3 separate regions of the Mus musculus genome follow, and regions 1 and 2 are each linked to region 3. Evidence: chromatin contacts called from public Hi-C and promoter capture Hi-C data. All regions are on one chromosome and are shown on one strand. Each heading gives the region's core, a stretch centred on a gene start, on an enhancer-like site or on the middle of the called end of the contact. The rest is flanking DNA. Distances are from core to core; before and after follow the strand shown. Region 1 overlaps Slc13a3 (solute carrier family 13 (sodium-dependent dicarboxylate transporter), member 3). Region 2 holds the start of Zfp334 (zinc finger protein 334). Region 3 holds the start of 1700025C18Rik (RIKEN cDNA 1700025C18 gene).

Evidence for each region. Promoter capture Hi-C pulls out the DNA fragments that hold promoters and counts their contacts. A called contact is a pair of places that touch in the nucleus more often than the background predicts.
Region 1: a contact with region 3 is called in a Hi-C map of bone marrow-derived macrophages, with 17 read pairs. The contact joins the enhancer-like site here to the promoter of 1700025C18Rik in region 3. A contact is called at or near these places in 5 of 39 promoter capture datasets (the C10 cell line, the HPC-7 cell line, cranial neural crest and 2 more), 1 of 15 datasets of contacts at CTCF or cohesin (pro-B cells), 2 of 484 Hi-C or Micro-C datasets (bone marrow-derived macrophages and nephron progenitors), 3 of 115 datasets of contacts at active chromatin or transcription factors (T-cell acute lymphoblastic leukemia, microglia and neural tube) and 2 of 9 other capture datasets (adipose tissue and liver).
Region 2: a contact with region 3 is called in a promoter capture Hi-C map of pre-B cells. The contact joins the promoter of Zfp334 here to the promoter of 1700025C18Rik in region 3. A contact is called at or near these places in 16 of 39 promoter capture datasets (the C10 cell line, the HPC-7 cell line, cranial neural crest and 10 more), 1 of 15 datasets of contacts at CTCF or cohesin (large pre-B cells), 2 of 484 Hi-C or Micro-C datasets (the N1E-115 cell line and bone marrow-derived macrophages), 15 of 115 datasets of contacts at active chromatin or transcription factors (astrocytes, bone marrow-derived macrophages, cardiomyocytes and 10 more) and 2 of 9 other capture datasets (adipose tissue and liver).

What each region holds. Positions count from the first base shown.
Region 1 is chr2:165,443,794-165,446,493 of GRCm38.p6, forward strand. Slc13a3 (solute carrier family 13 (sodium-dependent dicarboxylate transporter), member 3) reads right to left here. Exons shown (of 13, transcript NM_054055.2): 3 at 1,699-1,862. All of the region lies in intron 2 of Gm14437 (predicted gene 14437), which reads left to right. Among named protein-coding and RNA genes, the nearest start is that of Gm14437, 3.0 kb to the left of the region's middle. Within about 2 kb of position 1,323, at least 5 of the 459 cell types and tissues checked have an H3K27ac peak or open chromatin away from gene starts, as enhancers often do. A contact at or near this core is called in bone marrow-derived macrophages, where this site is marked.
Region 2 is chr2:165,386,918-165,389,617 of GRCm38.p6, forward strand. Zfp334 (zinc finger protein 334) reads right to left here and starts at 1,342. Exons shown (of 5, transcript NM_178411.3): 1 at 1,044-1,342; 2 at 9-71. The coding sequence starts at 23.
Region 3 is chr2:165,089,333-165,092,032 of GRCm38.p6, forward strand. 1700025C18Rik (RIKEN cDNA 1700025C18 gene) reads right to left here and starts at 1,418. Exons shown (of 3, transcript NR_033448.1): 1 at 1,368-1,418; 2 at 958-1,243.

The DNA of each region.
Region 1 (2,700 bases), core at 73-2,572, 350 kb after region 3:
TGTGTGCAGTGTATATGTATGCGCAGGTATCCTATGTGTATGTAGTATACATATGTGTACAGGTATATATGTGTCCATTCGTATGCAGTGTTCATGCTGTGCAGATGTGTATATGCACATGTGTGTGCAGGTGTGTATATGTATACATGTGTGCATGTATATGCAGTGTACATGTGTGTATGCAGGGATGCATGTGTGTTTGTATACATGTGTATGCATGCATATATGTGTGCAATCATGTCTGTGCATGGGAAAACCAGAAGTGAACCTCAGATAGTCTTCAGGAGTCATCCTTTTTTTTTCTTTTTTGGACATATGTAGTGACAATGGCCTGGAAGTCCTTATATACCCTAGGTTGACCTTAAACTCACAGAGATGTGCTTGCCTCTGCCATTCAAGTCTTGGGACCAAAGGCATGCCTGCATCTTGTGGTTTTGGGGGGTTGGGGTGGCAAACAAGGCCACTAGCCTAGGATTCGACAATCTGGCTGACTGGCCAGCAAGCCCCAGGGATCCATTTGCCTTCACCTCCCCAGCTAGGATTACAAGCGCGTGCCGCCTCAGCTGGCTTTTAAACATGGGCTCTGAGGATGGAACTCAGGCCTTCATACTTGTAGGAGAAGTCTGTTCTGGAACAAGCATGCTTACACACCTTTTCAAAGAACACCGTTAGCATGGTTTCAAGGCTAATGTTGCATTTATTGGCCTGAATGGCACCTCTGTGGGAGTGGTCAGCCACTTTTGTCAAAGTGTGGCTTTCACCTCTTATCCCAGGTGGCGTCTCCCACTCTCACCACGTGGCCCACCACACCCACTCAACATGGGTTAGAGACCGTGAAGGGCAGAACCACAAGAGCCCCCATATTTCCACTAAATTCTCCCGGACCAGACTTAGACACCTGACTACCTAATACACAGGGAAGGCAGGAAGCTCAGCTGTCTCTAGCTCAGTGTGCTGTGCAGGGTCTGAGTGTGAGGCAGAAAGAACGCGGAAGGTGGGATGGCAGTCCTGGCCCAGACATGGATGGCTTTCCTCAGCTCAGTGTGCTGTGCAGGGTCTGTGTGTGAGGCAGAAAGAACACAGGAGGTGGGATAGCAGTCCTGGCCCAGACATGGATGGCTTTAGACCTCTCTTAAAAGTATGTAGATATCAATACAAAGTGGGAGACTTTAAAGTAGAGGTGATATGGCAGCCACTGTGTCACCATGGGGTGGAGGTGTGTGAGTCACTGGGTTGCCAATGAAAAGTCTCGGGATGTCCTTGTGCCTCCAAAGTGGCCCCACGATGCCTTCCCCTGATTTCATCATGTCTGAAGAAAACAACTTCCCATTTTTTTAAGCCACTTGAAGGCAGACATGTGTTCTATTGCTGTCAAAAGAATTCTCACTGATGTCACCCATCTCTGGCCACACTGCCTGGGTTCAAAGTCAGGCTTGGTCACTTTCTCTCTGTGTGATCTAAGGCGGTGACTTACATCATGTGAAAACATCTGCTAAGAGCCTAGTGTCAGAGGGTAGAGGTCAGACCCCTCAGGTCAGTGCAGCCTGAGACAGGAGCGCTTCTTACACTGAGAGCGCCCTCATGCCAACCCTTACTCTGAGACAGGGTTTCTCTGTGTAGCTCTGGACGATTTGGAACTTCCAATGCCCATCCTCCCAGCAGCCACCAGTGTGAACCCTGGCGCCCGTCCAGACTCACCTGTGCTCTCGTCGCCTTCCCGGGGAAGGTCCTTCCGAGCTTCGCGCTGGCCAAAGAGGCTCTTGAGGATGGCACTGGCAATGGGTAGCATCATTGCGGTGGAGGCCGTGTTGCTCAGCCACATAGACAGGAATGACGTGGTCACCATCATCCCCAGGATGAGCCTGGGAGGCAGAAAGAGTTAGGGCTGGGTCTAGAACTCGGGGTCCACTGGGAACTCTGGTCTAGTCCCTGGGGAGTCTAAGCGTTGGTTTTACAGGAGGGAAGTCAGAGTCCAGAGAAGATCCCAGTGCCAGAGGGTAGAGGTCAGACCCCTCAGGTCAGTGCAACCTGTAACAGGAGCACTTCTTACATTGAGAGTGTCCTTCATGCCAACCCTTACTCTGAGACAGGATTTCTCTGTGTAGCTCTGGATGGCTTGGAACTCACCACGTAGCAAACATAGAAGCAATTGCCTAAGCTTATCTTGTTTGATTTGGAGTGTGTGTGTGCAAAAGGGCTCCATCAGGTCTCTGCTTTCACCTCTGGGTGGGTTGTAGGGATCTAAGTCAGGTCCCTGAGCTGGCCAGCAAGTACCTTTGCCCACTGAACCACCCTGGCTGTTCCAGGCTTGTTTTAGATCCAGGGACAACTTGGCTTATTGTGCTTAAAGAATTTGCCTGTTGAAGTCAGTCCAAGCCTAGCGTTTCTCTGCCTTGCCCACAGATCTTTAATGGTGCCCATTCCAGGATGCAGCGACCTGGCACTAGAATCTGCCACCTCGCCCCTCCTCTTCTGCTCCCATGTCTGCTGGCTCCTACTGCTCACTAACCTGGGCTTCTTGCCAGCATAAAGTCAACCTGGATGCTTCTGTTCCAGTCTTCCTGGTCCACACCCACCAGCACGATCTAAAGTGTCATAGGATTTTCCACATGGAGATCATTTAACTACACTGTATTAGGTAGGAGGTAAATGGAGGACCCCATAGATTAAGCCAAGGACTCCAGCTCCTGTCAGGCTCCC
Region 2 (2,700 bases), core at 92-2,591, 300 kb after region 3:
TGACTTACCTGGGTACTGTCCATTTCCAGGCGTTCTCAAGAAAGGGCCAGGAACCACCGGTGATCCAAGGGCTGGGTGAGGAAGAACAGGGAATGTGATCAGCAGACTGGCTAGCAGCTCGACAGTGACTCACAGACATGCCCTGGAAGGAAAGGACCCTTCGACCTGCGTCATACAGAAAGCGTCTGCGGAGGGAAGGCCCAGGGCAGTTTTGAATGGACTAATCAGAGCTTTTCTTACTGTGTGAAAGGAAACAAAGGTGTGAATTGAACTACTGTCTTATTCAGGTCTCCTTAAAAAACAAACAACACTTCAGAGTTCATATTAGATCATATCAATAAGCTCTAGTATATATGAAGCCTGAAAGAGCAGGCCAGCAACTCTGAGATTCTATCAATCAATCTATCTATCTATCTATCTACCCTCTAGTTTTTTGGGTATCAATTATCTATCTATCTATCTATCTACCTACCTACCATCTAGTTTTTTGGGTATCAATTACCTGTTTTCCTACTAATGCATTCAGCAGATGAAATCAGAAAACCAGACAGAGGGAGTGAGGGGTTTAAGATGCGTATCACTCTGCTCCCCTCCCCCAAGCTTAACTGCAGTTTCATGAGAGGGAGGCCTCTGCTTCAGTGTAGCAGAAGACAAAGCCCTGGCCTTCGAATCAACACACCAGATTTCAATTCTTGGTTCTGGCACTAGCAAACTACCTAAATGGTCAAAATAGCTGCCTTCCTCACTTGAGAAGAAGTTCGACTCTCATAAAAACCCTTTCCTGTAGATACTCTTGGGTCATTCTTCTATATAAAGGAAACCAGTAAACTCCAGGATGGTGATGGACGGGGTTTGAGCAACTCTGGCGAAACAGAATGGGGACTCTAATGAACGACACGCATTTGTTCGAAGTGATGCAGAGGCCTTTTTCTCAGCCATGGCTGGCATCCCTTCCCTCCCAAACGAAAGACCCGCCAATGAAATCAGACCTGCTCATTCCCTCAATCGCAGCTCAACCCTTAAGCAGCCCCCCGAAGCTTTACCGGGCCAAGGGCATCCGCAGGACTGCTGGGATCCGCTTTTTGCACGCACACACCTCTCTCCTTCCCAGGCTGCCCGCCCGGAGGCCTGCAGCCCCGGGGGCGCCCGCTAGCCTCGCCCGGCCCCTGGACACGCGCAAGCCTCCGCGGGCCCCAGGAAGGCGCTGGTTCTTCTGATCCTGCCCCGGAGTCGCCACCCGGAATTCCTCTGGCTCAGGGGAAACCTCGCTTCTTTTGTAGCTCCCAGAAGGCCCCAGGCAATTGTGGCGCACAGAGGCCCCTCGAGCCTCGCCTGGAAGAGCCCCACGAAACGGAAACGCATCCATAGAGCCTAGGAGACCGCGCATGCGCAGAGTCTCGGAGCGGCCATTCCCACGGTTCTCCAAAGGGTGCTGTAGTCTTTCCAGGACTACATTTCCCACAGGGAGTTGCGGCCCCCACCCAGCCGATAGCCTCTGAGGCGCTAGGGCTTTAATCACAGTAATTTACGAGTAAAAACCATGAGTACAAGAAGAAGTGTGAGAATAAAAAATTAGAGCTCTGTAAAGAAATTCCAACAGTGTATTAAGAAAAAAATAATAACCAAACAGTTGTAAGCAGAATAAAAATGTATCGACGACCTTCCCAAAATTACAGAAGAGACCCCCTAACAAAGAATCAAACCATCTCTAAATATCTTAAAAGAAAATAATCGCCATCCTGTTTATTACTGACTTTACTGACAGGTGCATACTCTCCTGCCAATTTTACAGAAGGAGAAGTCACAATAAGTAATGGCAAAATATTTTAACAGTATAATATTTTCAATTTTTATTTTATTTTATTTTATATGTATTGATATATTGCCTGCCTGCATGTATGTCTGTCCACTACTTGCGTGCTGTGCTTGGTACCCCGTGTCTAAGAAGGCCAGAAGATGGTATCATGTAGGTGCTGGGAATTGAACTCTGCTCCTCTGCTATAAATCACTGCGCCATCTTAACAATATATTTTAACATGACCAATTATATTTAATCCAAGTAATATAGAAACTGCTCTTCATCCATGAGGACAAATTGAATACGTGTATATATTTTGTTTTATTTATTTTTTTAAAATATTTATTTATTTATTTATACACTGTACACTATAGCTGTCTTCAGACACTCCTGAAAACGGCATCAGATTTCGTTACGGATGGTTGTGAGCCACCATGTGGTTGCTGGGATTTGAACTCAGGACCTTTGGAAGAGCGGTCGGCACTCTTAACCACTGAGCCATCTCACCAGCCCCCGTGTATATATTTTAAAAGAGGAAAGCTATGGAATATCTTAGTCACTGGAAGGCCAGACAGTTTCTGACACAGTTATCTGTTATGTTTAAATACCAAAAGGAACTTCGAGATGCAGAGGCTGAGAGATAGCTCTCAGTGAGCCAGACTTCCAGGGATTCAATGCTTGTATACTGTCTCCCACATCAAACGTGGCCATGATGTAATTTAAATAAAGGGGTCATAAGAAGGGACACTGCAGGCTTCAAAAAGCAAACCTGATATCCTGGCAGTCCGGTTTGTTTGCGGTGTTCCTAGAGTTTGTGTATGACTTTAGTTAACTAGTTACCAGAGATCAAGTGGAAACCAAAAGAAGCAGAGAGGCAATGTGGAGAAAAGGCAAATATTTCC
Region 3 (2,700 bases), core at 168-2,667:
GTCCGGATCTGGATGTCCTTGATCTCTAGGATGCCAGTCACCCTGCTGTTCTGCCAATCAGGTTGTGGGGTTCTCTGGGATGCCCCACCCCCTACCATGTGCCCAGGAACTGCTTGGCTGCCTGTCCCCTCCTGGGCTCATACCACGGAAACCCCATGCAGCGCCTTCTACTCTAGAGGGATATATATTATCTAAATTTGATAAGACAACTTAATTTCACTCCGTGTCTGTTACCGGCGATAAAACCAGCAGACTTTTATGACCCAGCGTCCTCAGCAAGATTGTCAGGAACTTATTATACAAGGTCTAACTGGATTTCTCTCTGCAGATGGCGAGGAGCCGCGGGCTGGAACGCGCTGTGGCCGCATACTGGGGGGAGAGATGCAAAGTGCTTGCTCCGTAGGCTGAGATAAGGCCCCAGCTCCCTGGGATCCAGGATCAGAACTACCTTGCCAGGCCCTGCAGGGGGATGTGGGGAGGATTTGCCCTGTGAGGGGGGTCGGGAGGATGGGCTCCATGCTGCATTCTCTGAGCCCTGGGAAGGAATGTGGAAGTGTTGAGACTTGGGGTTCAGTTAAGCTGCTCCCCTGAGGTTAGCTAGGTAGCCAGAGTGGGAGGGGTGGGTGGGAGGGGCAGATGTGTTTAGGGGTGAGGTGCATGGGAGGGGGAGGAGAGATTAGGTGGAAGGGGACAGGCTGAGCAGGTCATTGGTCCCTTTGTTTGTTCCTGGCCCGTTGTGTCTCAGTTCCCACCAAGTAGACCCCACCCCTGGCTATGAGGTGCACATCTACACTGCTGTAACAGTGACATTTAGACCCACAGGCGCCTCACTATTTAAAGGTTCAGTTTTCAGCACCCCACATTCAAGGTACTCTGAGACCTCTCAGGCTTGAACTTGCTCACAGTTGGTGGTTGGCTTGGGGGGGGTCTAGGTCTCGGTATGAAATCTAGGCTTGCCTGGAACTTGCCATCCTCCTGCCTCAGCCTCCTGAATGCTGAGATTCGAAGCATGCACCAAGGGGCCTCATATGTTCAACAGTACCAAGTATAGATCTGAAGAATCCAGGATCTGGAGGCCATAGCAATGCTTGCTTCAAGTTCACAGTCCGCGGGCAGATGTTTGCCAGGGTTAGCTTTGGCATGAGCTTGGAACAACTCCAGATGCAGAATCTCCTCCAATTAGGCCGTAGCCCTTTGGCCTGAACACCTCCATTGTGGCTACCAGAAGGTCAGAGGGCTTACCCTAAGATATAGAGGTTCAGCATCAGGTGTGTGGTCACTCTCAGATTCAGGTACCCAAGAGCAAGCACGTGCTGCTCCAAGGCTATTCCCACCCAGCAGGGGGACATGGCTTTTACGCCCCTAACCTGGGAGTCAGGTTGACCAGCCCTTTCCTGCCAGTCCTTGTCCACCAATCCAGTGACTCTGGGCACCTTCCCTAGGCCAGGGAGGCTCTGTGATGCAGTCACATGCTGCTCAGCAACCATGTAATGCCTTGGGTGATTCCGGGCTATGTGAAAGCCAGAGAAAGCAGTGACATAAACCATGGCTTCAGGCAACTTCCTCATATCCTCCTGCTCACTCACTGTCTGAGACACCATTATACACCCCCACAGCTGTCCTGTCCTGTCTCCCTGTCTCCCATTCACCCTTCTGAGGAGGACTCTTTATTAAGGAAGTTTCATCCATCTTGTTCTCTCTCTCTCTCTCTCTCTCTCTCTCTCTCTCTCTCTCTCTCTCTCTGTTTTTCAACACAGGGGTTCTCTTTGAACTCAGACTGGCCTCGAATTCCCAGACATCTGCTTGCCTTTACCTATGCTGGGATTAAAGGCATGCGCTACCATGGCCCAGCCTCATCTTCTTTTACTTGAACCTCCACCCCAGCTGGGTCCCTCCTCACTGAGGTCTGAGGAAAGAGAGTGATACTGACTGTCCTCTGAGTGTCATGGCTGGTCCCAGGGAACCCTCTACATCCTCTCAAGGTAGCTTTTCGTCATGTCCATTTGCAGATAGGCAGAGGAGGCACAGAGAGGTGGGCTCGCTTGTCTAAAGACACATGACCCAGGAGAGAGAGAGAGAGAAAAAATCTCTGCTAGGATCTGCGAGGGAGTTAGGGTATTATCTGGTCCTATTCTCCAAGAGGCTACTGTCTGTGTAGAAGAGCAAGGTGGGCATTACTGTGGATTCTCCACGATGTCACAATGTATTACTTTCAGTAGGTCGGAAGGAGGAGGTGGGGGTGTAGCTTGGATGACACAGTGGTGAGATCAAGGGCCCAAGGCCAGCCACTGGGGGATGTGAACATAAGCTGTCCTTTGCCTGGAGACAGTGACGAATATGCTGGGTGCCAGCATTGGCTGAAGGGCAAACAGAGACAGGGTCCCTGGGTGAGTATGGTTAGGAGTGTGGAGCACCAGAGATCAATGCTAGGCTGGAGGAGCCAAGCTGGGGAGGCCTCTGAATACTAACAGTCTCTAATGACCTGGCTTGTCCCACAAGACACCGTGCAGGCTGGAGCCGGCCTGTCTCCTGGTCCCTGACTCTGCAGGTCCCCGGGTCAGACTTTGGAGCTGAACAAAGAGACTGAGAGCAGAGAGGGTGCCAGCAGCTGGGAGTGTCTGAATCAGACTCCGTTCTTTCTTAGCTGTGTGACCTCAGACAGAGCACTCAGTCTCTCTGAGCCTAGGGCACGTGTACACA